Regions from separate parts of the Mus musculus genome. Here region 2 is linked to region 1. The links are chromatin contacts, called in public Hi-C maps. All regions are on one chromosome and are shown on one strand. Each heading gives the region's core, a stretch centred on a gene start, on an enhancer-like site or on the middle of the called end of the contact. The rest is flanking DNA. Distances are from core to core; before and after follow the strand shown.

Region 1 (4,173 bases), core at 26-2,525:
TATAAAAATCTTCTAGTTCTAGTCGGGCGTGGTGGTGCACGCCTTTAATCCCAGCACTCAGGAGGCAGAGGCAGGTGGAGTTCTGAGTTCGAGGCCAGCCTGGTCTACAGAGTGAGTTCCAGGACAGCCAGGGCTACACAGAGAAACCTTGTCTGGAAAAACAAAAAAAAACAAAACCAACCCCCCCCCCAAAAAAAAAACCCAAAATCAAAACAAACTTCTATTCCCATGCATCAGATCTACGAAAGCAACAACAAAAAACTAACAATACTGTATGTCAGAGTATCTAAGTACCTTCTCCAAGATATTTAGGTCAAGAGAGTTTAAGCCAGCAGAAAGAGAATGAAACAAAGTTTCTTTCCAGAGTCGTTAGTAAACTGCAGGAAGGGTAGCTGTACTAGTAGGCGAATAGAATGACCTGTCAAGTATGCTCAACCTGCGGCTCAGAGACAGGCACCCACAGTCACTAGAAATGACATTGTTCTCAACTTGTTTGTTCCCTGAGCGTGAACTCTGTAGATGACAATGCCTGGCAGATATTCTCTAAGTAATCTTATTGATTCAAGACAGTTGTGTTGCCTTGGCTGTCCTAGAACTTGCTCTATCTATCTACCTATGAATGAATGATAGGATTTCTTTGTGTAGCCTTGGCTGTCCAGGAAAATTCTCTGTAGACCAGGCTGGCCTTGAACTCAGAGATCTGTCTGCCTGTGCATCTCGAGTGTATAAAAATCGTGTGCTTTCATTTTCATACAAGTCTCTGCCTGAGGGAAGTCCTTCACTTCCTAAATACTGTTTATTATTTAAAGAAAGATTGTTGGGTGTGGTGACACGGGAAAAATGAGGGATCAATGAGTCTGAGTTCGAGGCCAGCCTGGCTATACAGTGAGACCATCTCAAAATAATAAATCCCACCATGACCTGAGATAAAACTTGCACAGAGAAAGCAAGCCACAAACACACAACAAGGTAAGTTTGGATGAACAGCCCGGCCAGCCAAACCCCATGCTAAGGCTCAAGGCTTCCTCGTGTCCATGCATATATATCCCTTCCCCAGGCACCATTCCGACCGGACCACTAAGGACTTGTTTCCGGCTCAAGATGTCCAAGAAGAAGGACCCCGCAGAGACGAGGCCCCTACTGGGAAAGTCTCCAAGGGTCAGTATGGACCCGGTTCGGAACCCACCCAAAACATCCCTTGACCCTCCGCCGCCACACTCCGTGGCCGCCACTCACCACTGACGCATGCGCAGTCGTCACAGTGCGGGGGTGGGGTGAGGGTTGGCGGGGACCTCCGCGTTTGCGCTGGTGCAGACCAGACGGTGGGAGCCAATGAGCGTCTAGTCCCGCCCAGTCAGCTTCCGGCTTCTACAACCCAGGTTTTAATTAGGTTGCGGTAGTCTGGCTGTTTGGTACTTTGGAGTCAGTCTTAAACCTTTCAAACCAATTAGTCTTTCAGAGCTTTCAGTGTTGAATTCACAGTATATGAACACATATTTTACCAATCTATCATGGTAGCTGGCACACAGTTTTCCTTAATCAAAACTAATGCTCCCTTTGATTCGGCAATTCTTAAATCACATGTAATCTTTTCTTTCCCAGGGACAGGCAAACTTCACTATGTTCCTGCTGTTCGGTTCTCTCTTTATCGATTTCCTGATCTGGCTGAAGGGCTTTAAATCACCGCTCAGATGCTGACGCCACTCAAAAAGCAGCTTGATAATGAACTGTCACAATTTCTACATACAGTAGTGTTTCGTCTGTAGAAACCCATACTTCATTTTGATTTCGATTTCTCTAAACGAATGACTACTCTATTAAACCAAATAGATCAAATCAAGTGTAACTTATCAAAATGGCAATCAAGAAAAAAAAACTATTGAAAAGGAAGAAACCATCTACTTATAAGACTCAAAAAAACCTGTTTTAAAGCAAACTATTTTGCACCTAATTTTTTAAAGCTTCCATTCCTTTTAAGTATGTATGCCACAATGATTATCTTCGTGTATTCAATTATATGCTATTTTTAAATATTAAAGTGTCTGAAGACACAAGAAAGCTCTACCTTTTTGGTTTTTTTTCAACAAGAGTTTCTTGATGTAGTTCTGGCTGGCCTGTATACATTGTAATTAAATGTTTCTCACAGATCATAAAATTAGTATCAAAGACAAACTAGTCTTTATTGAAGTGAAAAAGTTTTTCAGTCAAATTGGATCCAAAAGATGCTTTCAAATCACATTTTTTTTTAATAATTATTTATTATATGTAAGTACACTGTAGCTGTCTTCAGACACTCCAGAAGAGGAAGCCCGATCCCATTACAGATGGTTGTGAGCCACCATGTGGTTGCTGGGATTTGAACTCAGGACCTTTGAAAGAGCAGTCGGGTGCTCTTACCCACTGAGCCATCTCACCAGCCCCCCACATTTTAATTAAGGAATTATTTCTTTTATATTTAGTAATGGTGCTGAGAGAATACCTTGGAAGATCTCTTAAGATAGAAATATGTGGTCCTGGGTCCCTAGTGGTCAGGGGAGACAGGTAATTCTCTGTGAGCTTAAGGTTTAGACTACACAAGTTTATGGAGAGCAGGACTACATACGAAGACTCTGTCTCATAAAAACAACAAACTAACAGACTAACTAACTAACTGAGTTTTTCTTTTTCTTATTTATTTTTTGTGTTGGGACCAAGTTGAGTCTCCAGCTTTAACCTTTGAAGTAGAAAGGACTGGCAATTCCACAATGCTTGGCCCTTTAAAAAAAATATATATACACACACACACACACACACACACACACACATATATATATATATAAAATATATCACATATTACTGAAACATAAATCTGGACTTCACCATTTGAGAGCTTTACCACAAAATTATTCAAATCACCCTAAATATGAAGCAAAGTGAGATCTCTAGAATTCTAGTCCAACAAGATGCTAGACTGAATTGAAGGAAATCCTATTAAGATGTTAACTTCACACAAATTAAAAATAATTAGAATTATCAATCAAAACAAAATAAGATTTGATATGAACTAGTCATAAGTTAGTGTTGGCAGTAAAGTCAAGTTTGGGAATCGGATTTTTTTCTCTCAGAAACACCATCAGGTGCACAGAAATACTTTGCTTTCAATGATAGCCTGCAAAATTCAAAGTGGCCAATGTGACAGCATTCTGAGGTGAGGCATTTAAGAGGTGATGAAGCCTAAAGGGTCATCCTTCACTGATGACATTAGTCCCCTTCTAAAGGAACGGGACAGGTATTGCTTGCAATTCCTCCCTCCCTCCCTCTCCAACTTCAGCTATATAAACAAACAAAAAAGCCTTCACTAGACACTCATGCCTTCATCTTGGACTTTCTGGCCACCAGAACCATGAGAAACAATGCTGTTCTTTAAACTAATCAACTCAAGTACCCTCTTGTATAGCACAAGTGGACCAAGACAGCTGACTGAAAACATGGTTGTTTTGAAAGAAGAGACAAGAGTAGCATCTACCATTGTAAAAATGTTAAGGACTGTCTATGGAGACCTCAGTGGGGAAAGTGCTGACCTTCATACATGACTGAGGTCTGTGCGCACACAATAGATAATGACTGTCAGATGTTGATCCTTTGTTAGAATAATTTACCAAGTAAAGTGAATGTAGCCTTATAAATAGTTAACATGGAACTTAGTGAACATCCAATACTATTTTTCACTGTTTTAAAGTTTCATTTTGGGAGGCTGGAGAAATGGCACAGTGGTTATTGTTCTTCTAGAGGGTAAATTCAGTTCCCACTGGGTGACTCAAGTTCCTAAAACTCTGGCTCCAAGGGATCTCAAGTCCTCTGTCTCGAAGATATGAGGCACGCACATGGTGCATATACACTCTTGTAAACACCCATATAAACACTATGGGGAAAGTATCTTTAAGAACACTACCACAACGAGAATAAAATACCTCATCCCTACTAAGTTCCATTGATATCATGTTTTTCTTTTTTAAAAAATATTTCATTATTCTGTGGTGTTTTGTGTGCATGTACACTATATACCATATACATTCAGGGGCCAGGAGATGATGAATCCCCAGGAACTGGAGTTATGGATGGTTGTGAGCCATTATATGGGTGCTGAGATTCTACCTGGGTCTTCTGCATAAACAAGTGTTTTCTCTCCATCTT
Region 2 (3,851 bases), core at 870-3,369, 73 kb after region 1:
GAATTTAGTGTTTTTCCTTCTAAAATGTTTTCTATGCATAGATGTATGTAACATTTCTATGCATAGATGCAACATTTCTATGCACAGATGTATGTGACGTTTCTATGCATAGATGTATGCAACATTTCTATGTAACATTTGGCTTATTGGTGGTTTAGTTTCTTCCTCTTCCTTTCTGGGGCTACGCAGCTACATCTTATAATACTCAGCCCATGCTAAACTTCCTCTAAACATATTAAAAGAAAAAACTATCCTACCAATCATCTAAGAGCAAGAAAATGTAAGTTTTGACAGTCAAAAGTTAACTTTAATTTATAATCAAATTCTTGAAAGTTCAACAAGAACAGTATCACGTATTTCTTTAGGATTAGAAATGTAAGTAAAAGGTATGATTTTTATCGAGTATGAAAGCAAGCTACAATTGTGCATAGATTTTCAAACTACTAGCTCCAGCACAGAGCTTGCCCATAACCATCACCACTGAAAAGAAGGGGTGTCTCAAAGGACAGATCAGAGGGCCTCCTGTATTTTAGCGGTGCCACCCCAGGTACTCACTTAGGCCTTTGCAAGACATAGGTGAGGAGGAATGTTCTCAGTGACTCGATGCTGCCCTTTTCCAAGAGAACCCACTCTCGGACAACCGCTTCCATTATAGCTGTGGCAGCTTGAAAAAGGACATAGTCCACTTTACTGGTTTCTGGGGAGAAAATTAAAAACTCTCTTTAAGCAGTAGTTCATGTTACCATGTGTACTTTGCATTTATTAAATTTTAAGACAGAACTTTTCAGACAAGGAATAAGATGGTTACCTGATCTGGTTTTAATCCAGTGACCTTGCTCTAGCACCACAAAGAGGTTAGTTCCTCTCAGAAGACACCTCAGGCAGGTGGCAGCTAATCACCGATCACAATTTTCACAAACTTTCCTCACCTCTCTTCAACTGTTACTTCCAAAGCATGAAGAACTAAAAAATAACACAGCTTTAAAAAGTAAAAATAAAAATATGAAGCAATCAGAAAGTGGACTAAGAGATTCTCACACTGTGCAAAACGGGAATTTTTTATTGGAAAAATCTTATTAAACTGATCTTTGAACATTACTATTTGTGATGAGCCATGCTGCTAAAATATTGGAGCTTTTAAATAAGTAAGCATCCAGCAGGATGACAAACCTCAATAGCAAGTTCAGAAATAAACAACCATATCCAAGTTCTTTGCTTCAAAATGCTCAAATATAATGAGCCATATTTACACAAGGTGAGAAGTTCTTGTTAATTTTCTGATTGCAGTACTGATCAAACTGAGTAAAATCCCGAGGCTACACTTAGAAAGACCCAGCCTACCTGGCAAGGTATAGTATCTGAGCTAAAACCTGAATCAGGAAAAAATAGAAAATTAACACCCTGAAAAAATACTTTATATATTAATTTTCTATTTTTTCTGTTAGTGTATATTGCTATAGTTTTTAAACAGCACTATCAAAAGGAAGAAACAGCCAAAATGAAGTCAAGAAAAAGTAGAAATTCTCTGAAGGTCTAAAAATAACCATGTGAAACTCTTAATAAAGTCTGGTTAGACGCCAGATTATATGCCAAGAACACTGGATATGAGTATCGGAAAGCCATGAGAAATTAAGTTTAGGCCTAAAATGGTGCCTTTGAACAATCAAGTGAGCACAAAGTATAGCTGGGCAGTTTCTAGCTCAAGCTCATGTCATTAAAAACGTTACCAATGTTCTTAACACATTACCTGTGAAGATATGGGTGTACCTGCATAAGAGCATGCCATTGCAGACAGGAGGTTTGAATACAGCAAAAGTAGAAAGAACCAATCCGGGCTTTCTGTTTCTAAGATTTGATTAGTCCTTGCTACGTTAACATGAATTGATTAGGATAATGATTGGAAGTCACAAAAACTTTAAAACTTTACAATATAATAAGTGACTAATTTTAAAAATGTGACCTTACTATAATTTTTTTTTTAATTTTCCAGAAGTAAGGATGGAATGGTAGGCAGTTTTATCGAGAGTCAAACAATTTTAGCCAGAAACAGGATATATCTATCTCCCTTAAGAAGAAATAGGACTGTCTGATAAAGGTGAGTTGTATAATCTCACCACAGATTTCCTTTTGAGAGGATGTTGTTTGTCTTCACTTCCATCTACAATGAAATTCTTAACAGATTCTAAGAAGGCAAAAATATGAAGGCCTCACAGAAGGTTAAAAACAGCAAAGATCATCTTATACAACTGCACCGTCTTATAGCTGAAGAAACTGCTGCCCAACAGAGAGGAAATGTGATATCATATGGCTACCTAAATAACACTAATCCTTGCTAAGCACACACTCGCATGGGCAAGACCAAGAAGATACCTTCTGTCAGCTGAGCACTGAGACACACTTACTTTAAATTAAGTGTGCTTCTATCCTAGCCTTCTTTCTGTCTTATACAAGAATGACACTTGAAAGTTGTCAAGAGACACTTGTTAGCTTTTCTTCAGCACCCACCTCTCCGTGGCAGGAAGGGAAGATCTAACTTACTAGGAGAAGCTATCTCTAAGGATAGAGGAATCCCGAAAAGAAAGCCAAATTCCAAACTGAAACGTAGGACCTTTCGTAAATGAGTATTATCTTTTCTGATAAACACTACTATTAGCCTTCAAAGAGTACATTCACACAGAGCATATATGTGTAATAGAAGCTAGGAAGCACTCTGCACGCTGGCCAGGACTCAGGAGCAGAGCTTCTGCGTTCACACAGGCCTCAGTCTCACTCTCTGCCATCAAGAGGACTGACACTAACTCACAGCTCAGCTACAATTTCTCACATCCCTCCAGGAAGAGCTGCTGCTGGCTACCACAGTGCTATGATAAACTTCTTTGGAGAATGCCTTCTTTGCTACCACAGTAACTTCAATGATTATAGAACTATAAGTTGTTTTTATTCTGAAATAAAAAACAAATATTTTCTCTGAAACATGATAGCATCCTTTAGAAAAAACTGAAGTAAAATTAATAATAAAGGGAAACTAAGTTTTAAAAGGTGTTCTAAAAATAAAAGCAAGCCTACTATAGATAGATGATCAGCCACTGCAGTCTAACCTTAAAGGTTTCTATTCAAACCACAGGACTGTAAGTGCTGAAATACCAGCTATTTCCCATAAGGACACCTACATCTACTGACGAATAGTAAAGGCTCGTTGAAGATAAGATTGACAGCATTACCAATGACAATTTTTTAGATGCAGAAGCAAGTTTACTAACCCAACTGAACATGCTGGTTTGTTTCATTTTGTGCTGGCTGCCTAAGATGAGCGAGTAGAGCCCATTTCTCCCTGAGAAGGCAAAGGAGCAGTACAGAGGTGATTTCAGAGGTAGTAATAAGCCAATCCCCTTATTTCTTGGTTATGTCTTTAGCAAGAATTAAACTCAGGCTTGTCTGTCCTTTAAGACAAAACAAAACAAACATTTAACCCTAAAAAACCAGTAAGTTCCTAAGTGCCAAAGACGTCTTAGGGGAAATAGTCTAAAAGTGCTCATGACAAAAAAACACAAGCATGCAATATGTACATACGTGTGCACACACAAGAGACAGTCAGACAACTGTGTGTACATGCATGCACATGCACACACACACATACACGCAAAGAAGCAAAAACTAAGAGGGAAATAGGATAAGAAAAAGAAAAGAGAGTAAATGAAAAACTCATAAAACTGAAGCCAAAAAGGAGGAAGTTGTAAGAGGACAGAAAAGAGATGCATCGGAGAGAAACCTCACCCTTTATCAGAATATATCTCCCAGACATGCTACAAAATGACATCTAATCCCTAGATAAGAATGTGAAAATTCTGAGT

What was found. Hi-C and Micro-C count contacts between places; a contact is called where the count stands out from the background.
Region 2: a Hi-C map of regulatory T cells shows a contact between it and region 1, with 4 times the contacts expected there. The contact joins the enhancer-like site here to the promoter of Eef1akmt1 in region 1. A contact is called at or near these places in 2 of 39 promoter capture datasets (the C10 cell line and macrophages), 4 of 484 Hi-C or Micro-C datasets (double positive thymocytes, erythroblasts, nephron progenitors and 1 more), 3 of 115 datasets of contacts at active chromatin or transcription factors (the SCID.adh cell line, bone marrow-derived macrophages and embryonic stem cells) and 3 of 9 other capture datasets (adipose tissue, liver and pancreatic islet).

The regions. Positions count from the first base shown.
Region 1 is chr14:57,570,307-57,574,479 of GRCm38.p6, forward strand. It overlaps Eef1akmt1 (EEF1A alpha lysine methyltransferase 1), which reads right to left and starts at 1,276. Exons shown (of 5, transcript NM_026526.3): 1 at 1,237-1,276. It overlaps 1700039M10Rik (RIKEN cDNA 1700039M10 gene), which reads left to right and starts at 1,308. Exons shown (of 2, transcript NR_152103.1): 1 at 1,308-1,379; 2 at 1,603-2,062.
Region 2 is chr14:57,642,527-57,646,377 of GRCm38.p6, forward strand. It overlaps Xpo4 (exportin 4), which reads right to left. Exons shown (of 23, transcript NM_020506.2): 3 at 556-697. Among named protein-coding and RNA genes, the nearest start is that of Xpo4, 21 kb to the right of the region's middle. Within about 2 kb of position 2,120, at least 2 of the 459 cell types and tissues checked have an H3K27ac peak or open chromatin away from gene starts, as enhancers often do. A contact at or near this core is called in regulatory T cells, where this site is marked.